Linked DNA regions of Xenopus tropicalis: region 1 is linked to region 2. Evidence: chromatin contacts called from public Hi-C data. All regions are on one chromosome and are shown on one strand. The core of a region is the stretch at or near the end of the contact, and the rest is flanking DNA. Distances in the headings are between cores, read along the strand shown.

Region 1 (4,833 bases), core at 621-3,120, 100 kb before region 2:
CATTGATCGCACCAATTGTATCCCATGGATCACGCCAATTGTATCCCATTGATCACACCAATTGTATCCCATGGATCACACCAATTGCAGTGCTCACAACACAAGGATAGATACAAGGGCTAGCCATTCTTTTCAGAGACACAAGAGTACCAAAATTTGCAGCTTTGTTCATTGGGCGGGGGGGTAGATAACAAATGGACACCCCACAAGTGAAAAGCATTTTCCTTTATTAGGAATGGCTGGAGGCTGTGGCTGAATGTATGACAATAATGGAGTCTTAGGCAAGGCTGAAACTACAAGCTGAGTTTAAGTTGGTGTTGCACTTTTTACACATAACAATTGCACATATACTGCCATATTACTTGTGTGTGTTTAATCCTATTGCTTTGGCTTTATAGCTAGATTAGCAACACCTCCCAACTCAACACTTTTTAATAAGACGGTGTAATTTCACAGTTGTCCAGCAGAGGTCACACAAACCTAAAGTATCACTGTTACCAGTTCATTGTGCAGCTTCCATTAAGCTTTCCCATTGGCTCCCCCTAGTGCTCCAAGGTAGGAGCCCCAAACTTAATTACAGATACACATCCCCAGCAGTGCCATTCCGGGCATTTAATATATATATATGTGCAAATCTGCAGTTCTCACTTGGATCAGACATCAGAAGGGTGAACATTATACTATTTGGGTGCAGAAGGATTCTGAATAGCATAATATTGCATCCAGTACCCCCAGCAAAGTATATTTCTGGGCCCCACTACCTGCAGGAGGATTGTGGGCCAAGTGCAAGGTGTTGGGGGACCAGTCAGGAGGGGGAATAACAAGATCTTTCTGTGGCCCCTTCCCATTGGTTCTCCCCCACTGTTGCAGCCACAGGGTCTGATTCTCCTATAGTTACACCACTGACTTTTACATGAAACTGAAATAATATCATAAAGATACCAGGTAGTAGTATTCCTGGTCATTTTGTTCTGTACCTCAATACAGAAGTGACAATACAGCTGCAATCCGACCAAGAGACTTCCGCTTCAGTTGGAAGAATTTGGGAGTTGCAGTCCAACAACCGCTGCAGGCTGGTCATTTTAAACTTAGCAGTTGCATACAACAAAACATGTTGTATTTAGTATATAAATGCATTCACATATAGGTGCCCAGAGCAAATGCCCTCTCTGACCCCCTTAAAATAGGCCCCTGTGGGCAACCCCTGCATGATGGGGGCTGCTGGGTGAGGAACTCACTACTGGATACTGTGTTTATCCACTGGGGCACAAGTGCCATGCTGGGAGGTGGGCTAGCTGGCATTCTGGGTACGCTCATGTTGATAGGCTGATAGAAGTATATTATAGAATGTCCTATTCCAAGCAACTGGTCTGCAATTATATACCTTTCTCTTTTACATCTTCACAGCTTTCAAATGGGGGTCACTGACCCCCGGCAGCCCAAAAACGACTGCTCTGCGAGCTTACCATTGTTTTATTCTTGTTACTTTTTATTTATTATCTTTCTATTCAGTCCCTCGCCTATTCGCGTTCCAGTCTCTCAATAAAACCACTGCCTGGTTGCTAAGGCATGCAAGGTCCTAGCAACCAGATTCTGCTGAAATGCTGAAAAGAGCTGCAGACCAAAAAAAGCGAAATAACCGAGGATTCGCACAAACAGACCCCTTCCTGTACCAGTACCAGGCCCAACTGGTCAGCTGATGGCATCTATGTGTCCGTTAGCACCTTGAAACCAGACCTTCCCAAATAGCTGTCCTGCTTGCCACCTTGCTTTGGAGCTCCCTGTGATTGATGGCCCCATCCGTCTTGCAATTTGCCACTTGTTCTCTATGACTGACTGCTCACATGTCTCCCCCAACAAGATCATGTCAAGGAAAGTTCCTCGGCACCTCTGATTTATCACCGTGCAGAACTGGAAGAGTGATCTGAGCCTGGCCCAGGGCCCCGCAGCCAAGGTTTGGGGGGGGGGGGGCGACATTTCCTTGTGTGACAGGAATTTACTAAAGTGAATCTTCTCTGCTGTACAAAGTCTAGAGGTTTTGTGATTGATCACCGCCCTTTCCATAGAGCTCACTAGAAAACAAACAAATAACAGATTATGGCACCTAATTGTAAGGTGATCTTCCTGGGGGAGAACAGCAGCATTACCCATGATGTACCCTACTGTGCCTTTAATTATCAAATAATCATTTTGGGGAGAAAAAAAGTCAAAAAACCAAACTAATGATACATTAATTGGCAATTTATGATACGTTTAATGATTGTGATATTCAGTCCAGTAACATCTGGGCACAACCCAGCATGCACAGAGACACCTACAGGTCTCCCTACTGGCTCTCCCCTTACTTGGAGAGCAACACAAGCACCATAAAAGTTCATGGAGGAGCCAAATAAGGGCTGTGATTGGCTATTAGGGGCCTCTATGCGCCCTATCAGCTTACAGGGGCTTTATTTGGTAGGAAATCTTGTTTTTATTCAACCAAAACTTGCCCCCAAGTCAGGAATTCAAAAATAACTCCCTGGTTTGGGGGCACTGAGAGCAACACCCAAGGGGTTGGGGAGCAACATGTTGCCCCTGAGCCACTGGTTGGGGATCACTGTATTAGAATGTCCATTCCTAGCACTTTGCAATTGGTCTACTTATTTTTTTTTATAGTTTTTGAATTATTTGCCTTCCTCTTCTGCCTCTTTTTAGATTTCAAATGGGGGGGTCGCTGACCCCAGTAGCCAAAAAACTATTGTTTATTGAGGTTATAATTTTATTTTTATATTTTATTACTTTTTATTCATTGTCTTTCCATCCAGTCCCTCTCCTATTCATATTCCAGTCTATGTTTAGTAAAGTTGCAGCTGTTGTGCCTGTAGTAAGTACGGCAGCCCCATGGGACCATATCTGAGCAATGAATATCTGCGAGGCGGCGTATTTAATTGTTTGCAATCATTCCCATGTTAGTGGCAGAGATAGGATGAATGAGGAGAGATAGAGAGGGGGGAGGGGGGGGCAGACAAAGGGCCAGTGCTTATCTTCCCCAATTAGCTGCATTATTCCTTATCACTAATGACATTCTGGCCGGAGCACAAGTAAATGGAAGTATTTCAGGCCTCAGGCTGTGCTAGTGATTCTCTGGCACTTGGGGAAAGATGGCGGCATGAAGCAGGGGATCATGGCTGTTCTTTTTAGGATGAAGACACACTGAGCTACTAGTAGCAGCTACTTTTTCAAGGCTACTAAATTCCCCTGCCATAGACAATGCTGAGAATTGCCAAGTAGCTGCTACTAGTAGCTCTGTGTGTCTTTACCCTAAAGGTGGCCATACACGCACCGATATTATCGTACGAAACCTCGTTTCGTACGATAATCGGTGCGTGTATGGTATGTCGGCGAGTCGACCGATATCGCAGGAAGCTGCTGATATCGGACGACTCGCCGATCGGACCAGTTGGAAAATTTTGATCGGGCGCCATAGAAGGCGCCTGACCAAAATTCTCCCTTCAGATCTGAATCGGCAGAAGGAGGTAGAAATCCTATTGTTTCTACCTCCTTACCTGCCAATTCAGCCCTGAATGGTGTGTGGCACACCGATGGTCGTACGAAACATCGTCAGATCGCCACGTGTATGGCCACCTTAACACCTCCATTTTGGTTTGAAGTGGAAACAAAACATTTTATGAGATGAGATTATTTATAAAGTTACCCTGTTCTTTTTTTGGCCCTGCCACCACTCGGCTAGAGTTGTACGTCAGTAACACCTGTGGGGGTACGGGCTGGGCCACATTATTCTCACCATCTTGTCTTGCACCTCCATTAACTTTTATGGTGCTTGTGTTGCTCTCCAAGTCTTTTTATGTTAGACTGTGGCTCACAAGTAAGAAAGGTTGGGGACCTTTGGTCTATGGGATTATTGCCAATGGGATATTTTAATTTGCCCAGTAGACATGTGGCCAGTTTTATTGTTTATCATTATAACGATATTGGTATAAAACCTAGAAACTGCTCTGGTAACCATGGAACTAATTCATTTTTGTGCAAGATTTATATGCCAGACACCACTATATAGCACATAATAGGAGTTTGTTATGTTTCATTTAATTGGAAGGGCGTTCACATTAGGGTTATTTACTGCTCTAGGTGAGAGTTAGCCCGGGGCTAGCCCTGTTTGTGATGATGAGGCCAAACTCATTTCTGTATTCCCAGCGCCTGACTGATTGCTCCAGGTTGGTTCCCAGCAGCTGACAGACAGAGGCCAATGCCCCACTAGCTGCGGCGGCCATGTTACAGGAAGTGACAGTGTATTCAGTTTGAAAAACAGTGACGGATAATGACAAAACACTTGCACGGATCTTTTGTGTGAAGCTACTAGCCGTGCTGAAACGTAAACAAACGAATGGTGGCCCAGCGCTCTCATCATTGCCGGGGGCCACTTTGGCTACAGACTTGTGTTACAGTTTTCCCTGAGAGAGGTTCCTACAGACTGCCCCAAGGCCTCTCACATCCTGAGCCCAACATTCTTCCGCAGATAATGGCTGCACTTTACAGCTTTATCCAGGCCCGGACTGGCAATTTGTGGGTTCCGGCAAATGCCAGAGGGGCTGCTGTAAAGTGCCATAGTCACTCACTATTTATTGGGCTGCTGGGGGGCTGTTTGGGCCTCTGTGTAGTTGCCGAGCCTGCTGCCGCCCTCCCCAAAGTTTTGTAGCTTAGTAGCTTGCCTTCGTATGCTTTCTATGTTCCAAACCCCAAAACAGGGGATACTGGAAACCATTGATATTCTCTGTGGGTTTTCTTGCTGAGTAAAGCAGTGCTTCTCCCATGGGTGAGAGATCATCCAAAATG
Region 2 (5,283 bases), core at 1,101-3,600:
GGCTTCCTTTATGATTACCAACCAATTTAAAGTCAGTGTTAATGACATAATGACTAGTGATGGGCGAAATGTTTCACCAGGCATGGATTCGCGGCGAATTTCCGCGTTTCGCCATTGGCAAATTGTTTCGCGAAATGGATGAAAAAATTCGCCACGGAAAAATTCACCGCACGTCCAAAAATTGTCGCCCACATCAAAATAATTGTAGTGGGCGACAAAATAATAGCCGCGGGTGATGAAATAATAGCCGCGTGACAAAATAATAGCTGCGGGCGACAAAATAATAGCCGCGGGCGACGAAATAATAGCTGTGCGACAAAAGAATAGCCGCGGGTGACAATTTTTTTTGACGTGCGACATTTTCCGCCATTTCGCGAATCTTTTTCAGCGAAACGGGACTCATCACTAATAATGACATGTACATTGTAAGCTCTTTGTAGATTGTAAGCTCTTTTGGGCAGGGCTCTCTTCACCTCTTGTATCGGTTATTGATTGCTTTATATGTTACTCTGTATGTCCAATGTATGGAACCCACTTATTGTACAGCGCTGCGGGATATGTTGGCGCTTTATAAATAAATGTTAATAATAATAATAATAATAATAATAGGGGTAAGGTATGGATATCAGTATTGTATATTGGCATGTCAGGAGTCTTGGGGGTTCGGTTTAAAGGCTGTTTTTTTACAAAGGAATAAATTCCCTGCACAGTGAACACTGGTACAGGTATGGGACCCATTATCCAAAATCCTGGGGTTTTCCGGATAAGGAATCTTTCTGTAATTTGGATCTCCATTGCTTAAGTCTTATAAAAATAATTTTAGTGTTAAATAAAATTGTTTTGCCTCTAATAAGGACTAATTATGTCTTAAGTGTGATCAGCTAAACTGTTTTATTACAGAGAAAAAGGAAATCAGTTTAAAAAATATGAATTAGTTGATTAAAATTGAGTCTGTGGGAGACAGTCTAAAGGCGGCCATACACTGTAGGATCTGCTCATTCGGCGAGAACGCCAAGCGAGTGGAACTTCTCCCAATATGCTCACCTACGGGTGGGAAATATCAGGCTAATTTGATCGTTTGGCCCTAGGCCCAATTGAATTAAACCAGCGGGGATAGGCTCTGTCGGATCAGGGACTGCATCAATGAGCCAATGCGGCCCATGATCCCACTGAAAAATCAAACCTGCCAGATGTCAGTCGGGGGGGGGGGGGGGGCCATCGCTGGTGCCCATACACGGGCAGATAACTGCTGAATCGGTCTAAAGGACTGATATTGGCAGCTGAAATTGGTACATGTATGGCCACCTTTACCATGATTGGAAGCTTTCTATATAACAGGTTTCCAAATAATGGATCTCATACCTGAATAAAAAAATTGTATCCTATAGACATAAACTGTAGAGTCACTTTAGCTTATAGTCACCAGGAACATATTCCCTTTAGTATTGCCATTTTACTGCCCAAAAGGGGGGTTTTAAAACAATTAATCTTTATTTATGGTAGAAGTGGAAAAACAAAATGGCCATTTCTGAGAGATGGTTGGGCCCAAAATCATGGCAAATATTGTAACAGTTTTTCATCATCCTTTGAACACTTAATCTGCCCTGTAAGCCAAAGGGTTCTGGGGTAACAGAGAGGATATGAAGCTACGTAAGCGTATGTGGAGGAGTTGTTTTTAATAAAGTGCTTTCATTTTTTGCAATGATTTATATTGATCGCTATCATATTTAGTGAAGGACTTTTTTTTATTTGCATCAAAACATCAATGTTTTAGTCCCTGCCAGAAGAACTGTTGGATTTCAGTATATAAAAACGGTATTTATTCATAGTTTTTGAAGAAACCGAAACAGAACATGTTGGGCAAACTGAAGGCACTGTTGACAGTTACTTACATTCTAGGGATTCGCTAATTACCGTATTATCCCAAAGGATATTTATTGGGAGATTCATTTATGTCTCATAGTACAATATATATAGTCACAGGAAGGTAAAGCCACCAATAGGCAAGTCATCAATTCAGCCTTTCCTTCGTCTGGCCTTGGTGGATTTCTTCTCATCACCTGTTCTGTTCTATGTTCTATTCTATACAGTAGGTTGATCAGATACCCTAATAGCTATTTTTCTATAGAGAACAACCCCCAGTTAGTTCTGTAGAACAAACCCAAACGTAGGCCTTACAGATACAGAATCCAGATCAATAGAAATATATATTTGGCTTGAAATATCAACAACTGCCACTCAAATGAGGGCTATATACAGGTTTCACGTTACTGTTTACCACACATAATAACAAATAGGCTGACAATGGCAATGTTTACTTTGGCTCAGTGCCTTTGTTAGCTGCCTGGGGTCTGAGCCATAGAGAGAGAGAGGGCCGGGAGTTGTGGGACTCAGCAGGAGTAAATAAACAGGCGTCAGGCCTTTCACAGGAAATAAATGGCTCTCTAAAAGCCAAGTACAGAGATCATTGATAAGTCATTTGTTTGTGGTTGGATAAGCAGAAGGGAAAGGATACTTCTGTGGAATGTGCAATACAAAGCAAGGATAGGCATGGAGCACAGGTGCACTGATTTTTAAATTAATAAATCACAAATAAACCACTTTTGACTTGCAGGCAGTTTAGGCGGAACACTGTGAGATCCCCCTCAGATTCCCAGGAAGTGCCTCGGGCCATACCATCCTGTCACCCCAATTATATTCTCTTTCTGGTCATCAACCATCAATGGAAGTCTATTTGGACAGTACATCCTTCAGTGTTTCTAGGCCTATGTCACCCTAAGCAGACTGGTCTATGGAAGATCAGATGAAAGATGCAGTTTTATGGAGATTAAGGCCAAGGTTTTAGCAGTCCTAAATTATTCCAACAGGCTGTAAGAAAATGCCCCCTCTTTTAGGCTATGGCACATCTGATTGGTAGGGTGGCAATGCAGACTGGGAATGCAACCAGTGTCGGACTGACCCACCAGGAAAACTCCCAGTGGGCCCAGGTGTCAGTGGGCCCTCCTGCTCCTGACCATTTGGCCTGTTTCATGGTTATTCCCTATTTCTGTATGGGAAGAAAGAGGAGAAATAGATGGAAGAATAGATGCTAGCATGTACATAAAAGAGACTAGGAGAATAAAGAGGTTGGGTGAGGAAAAGGGGAAAAATAGTTTGGAGAGTGGGGCCTGTGGTCTAAGGTTTTCTGGTGGGCCCCAGGGGTCCCAGTCCGACACTGAACGCAACATCAGGTGATCTGGTTACCCTTCTATAGTATTGCAAGGCATCCGGCTGCTGGTATAAATGGGACCATTGAACATGACAACTAGGCAACCATTTTGTTAGTCAAAACAGAGGTCGGAGGGGGGGGGGCTAAATATAAAGACAAGAAATAAAAATATAAGAAGAAGAATAACAGTGAAGCATCAAAGTCAGTCTAATTTGTGATTGATGGCTGGATCAGTGACCGCTTATAAGTAGGCAGGATTATTAGTTGCAGGCTGGAACTAGGCAGGATTATTATCCAACAGCCATACAAAATAAATACTAGGCCCATGTATAACGTACAAAAAGTTAATTTTTTGTGCCACATGACAAACAGAGGGCACCAGTTTTGTCTCATCAGTATCAGTGGATCAAGTCAAATGAGTGGGCATTTTTTTAGCTATTCATATTTTTGTTCGGCAGCTCTCCAGTTTGGTATCTCAGTAGCTATCCGGTTGCTAGGTTCTTGTTTACCCTACCAACCAGGCAGAGAAGGGCTGAATAGCAAGATAAGTAATAAAAAGTAACAATAACAATAAAATTGTAGCCTTGGCGAGCAATAGTTTTGGGGCGAAAACACACGGGGCGATTAGTCGCTGCGGCTTTAAAGTAAGTCCTTTGCGGCTCGTGAGTTTTCGCTATGCAGATTAGTCGCCGCGACTTTTTTGACTAATTGCCCTGTGTGTCTTTGCCCCTTAGTCAGAGGCAGAAAAAAGGCAAAATAAACTGTAAAAAAAATTACATGTGTAAAAAAACATTTCATTTTTCACCATTTCGTTAATTTTTCTGCAAATTTTCCAGCAAAGGAAAGTGGACAGATTCGCCCATCACAGCACCCTGCCCACTATACATAATAAGGGCAGGTTATAATACTGCGCTACAGTAATGTGAGGAGCCTCTGGTGTTTCCATGTTTCTTTAATGTCTCACCAGCCACTGAAATACTTCAAAAAATTGTTTATCCCGAACCCATCAGAGCTGTGATTGTTAGGGGAGAAAACTAGTCACGAGGAAGAGGCAGAAAGTGATCCCTGAACTAATTCCCATCTTTTCCTTTGAAATGTCCCCATGTGACTGCTAGCGGGCTGACCTTGCACTGATTGGATAAGCTTCAGCACTTCGGCCCGTCAGTAGTGCCCCCGCTTCTTTCTCACCCTTTGGCCCCCTTTATAATACAGTGGTGGGCTCCATGCCGAAATGATCTGATGGTCCCAACAGTGACCTTGCCTAATGAGTGTCTCTTAAAAAATAAACATAATTTCAAGCAACTTATATGCAATATATATCAATTAAAAAATACACAGCCTTTCCATGATTTTAATGTAATAATATGGTTTGGAACAGTTCCCTAAGCCCCGCCCCCTGTTCCCCTGCTGATCTGGCTGACTACTTTGTGACTCAAATAAAATGGAACAGTAGTCGCCTGTCCTCAGCCTGCCTTCAGCCTGCCTCCTCCCAATCCCACAATTCCCTGCACACATGATGTCAATAAGGAAAGGAACATCCCAGTGCAATGCATTGTGGGTTATGTAGTTCCGGCATGCTGTCTGTAAGCTGTGGAGAAGTTGTTACACTTTGTAACATCAGTGTTTTAGTCCCTCCTCCCTTGCCAGGAATACAAATGATGCAGAAAGGGAAGAACAGTTTTGCAGCTGGATTTCAGCATATACAAATGGTATTTATTCCTACTTTTTGAAGGAACAGATTACAGTGATAGGAATAAAGAGTATCCCTAACATTAATGTTGCTTCATAATCAGTTATAAAAGCTTCGTTGTGGCGTCCCCTGTGTCACAGAAACATTGTGTTATAAGAAATCATGCATCTTTTGTGTACAATACACTTGATGTCACCTTGGAGCCCCATGGCCTGTAGAAAAGCACTGAAATGTATTTAAAGATGTATCCTTAACGGAAAACTAGACCTAGAATGAATACTAAACCGACAGATGTTTATATCATATTAAATGGCCAATTAAAGAATCTTACCAAACTGAATACTTAACCAACAGCCACTTGCTCTTTCATCTACTCATTTTTTCT

Evidence for each region. A called contact is a pair of places that touch in the nucleus more often than the background predicts.
Region 1: a Hi-C map of neurula embryo shows a contact between it and region 2, with 3 times the contacts expected there. The contact joins two enhancer-like sites. A contact is called at or near these places in 3 of 5 Hi-C or Micro-C datasets (gastrula embryo, neurula embryo and tailbud embryo).

What each region holds. Positions count from the first base shown.
Region 1 is chr1:18,380,683-18,385,515 of UCB_Xtro_10.0, reverse strand. No RefSeq gene overlaps it. Among named protein-coding and RNA genes, the nearest start is that of thnsl2, 23 kb to the left of the region's middle. Within about 2 kb of position 1,870, at least 1 of the 11 cell types and tissues checked has an H3K27ac peak or open chromatin away from gene starts, as enhancers often do. A contact at or near this core is called in neurula embryo, where this site is marked.
Region 2 is chr1:18,278,063-18,283,345 of UCB_Xtro_10.0, reverse strand. No RefSeq gene overlaps it. Among named protein-coding and RNA genes, the nearest start is that of foxi4.2, 24 kb to the left of the region's middle. Within about 2 kb of position 2,350, at least 1 of the 11 cell types and tissues checked has an H3K27ac peak or open chromatin away from gene starts, as enhancers often do. A contact at or near this core is called in neurula embryo, where this site is marked.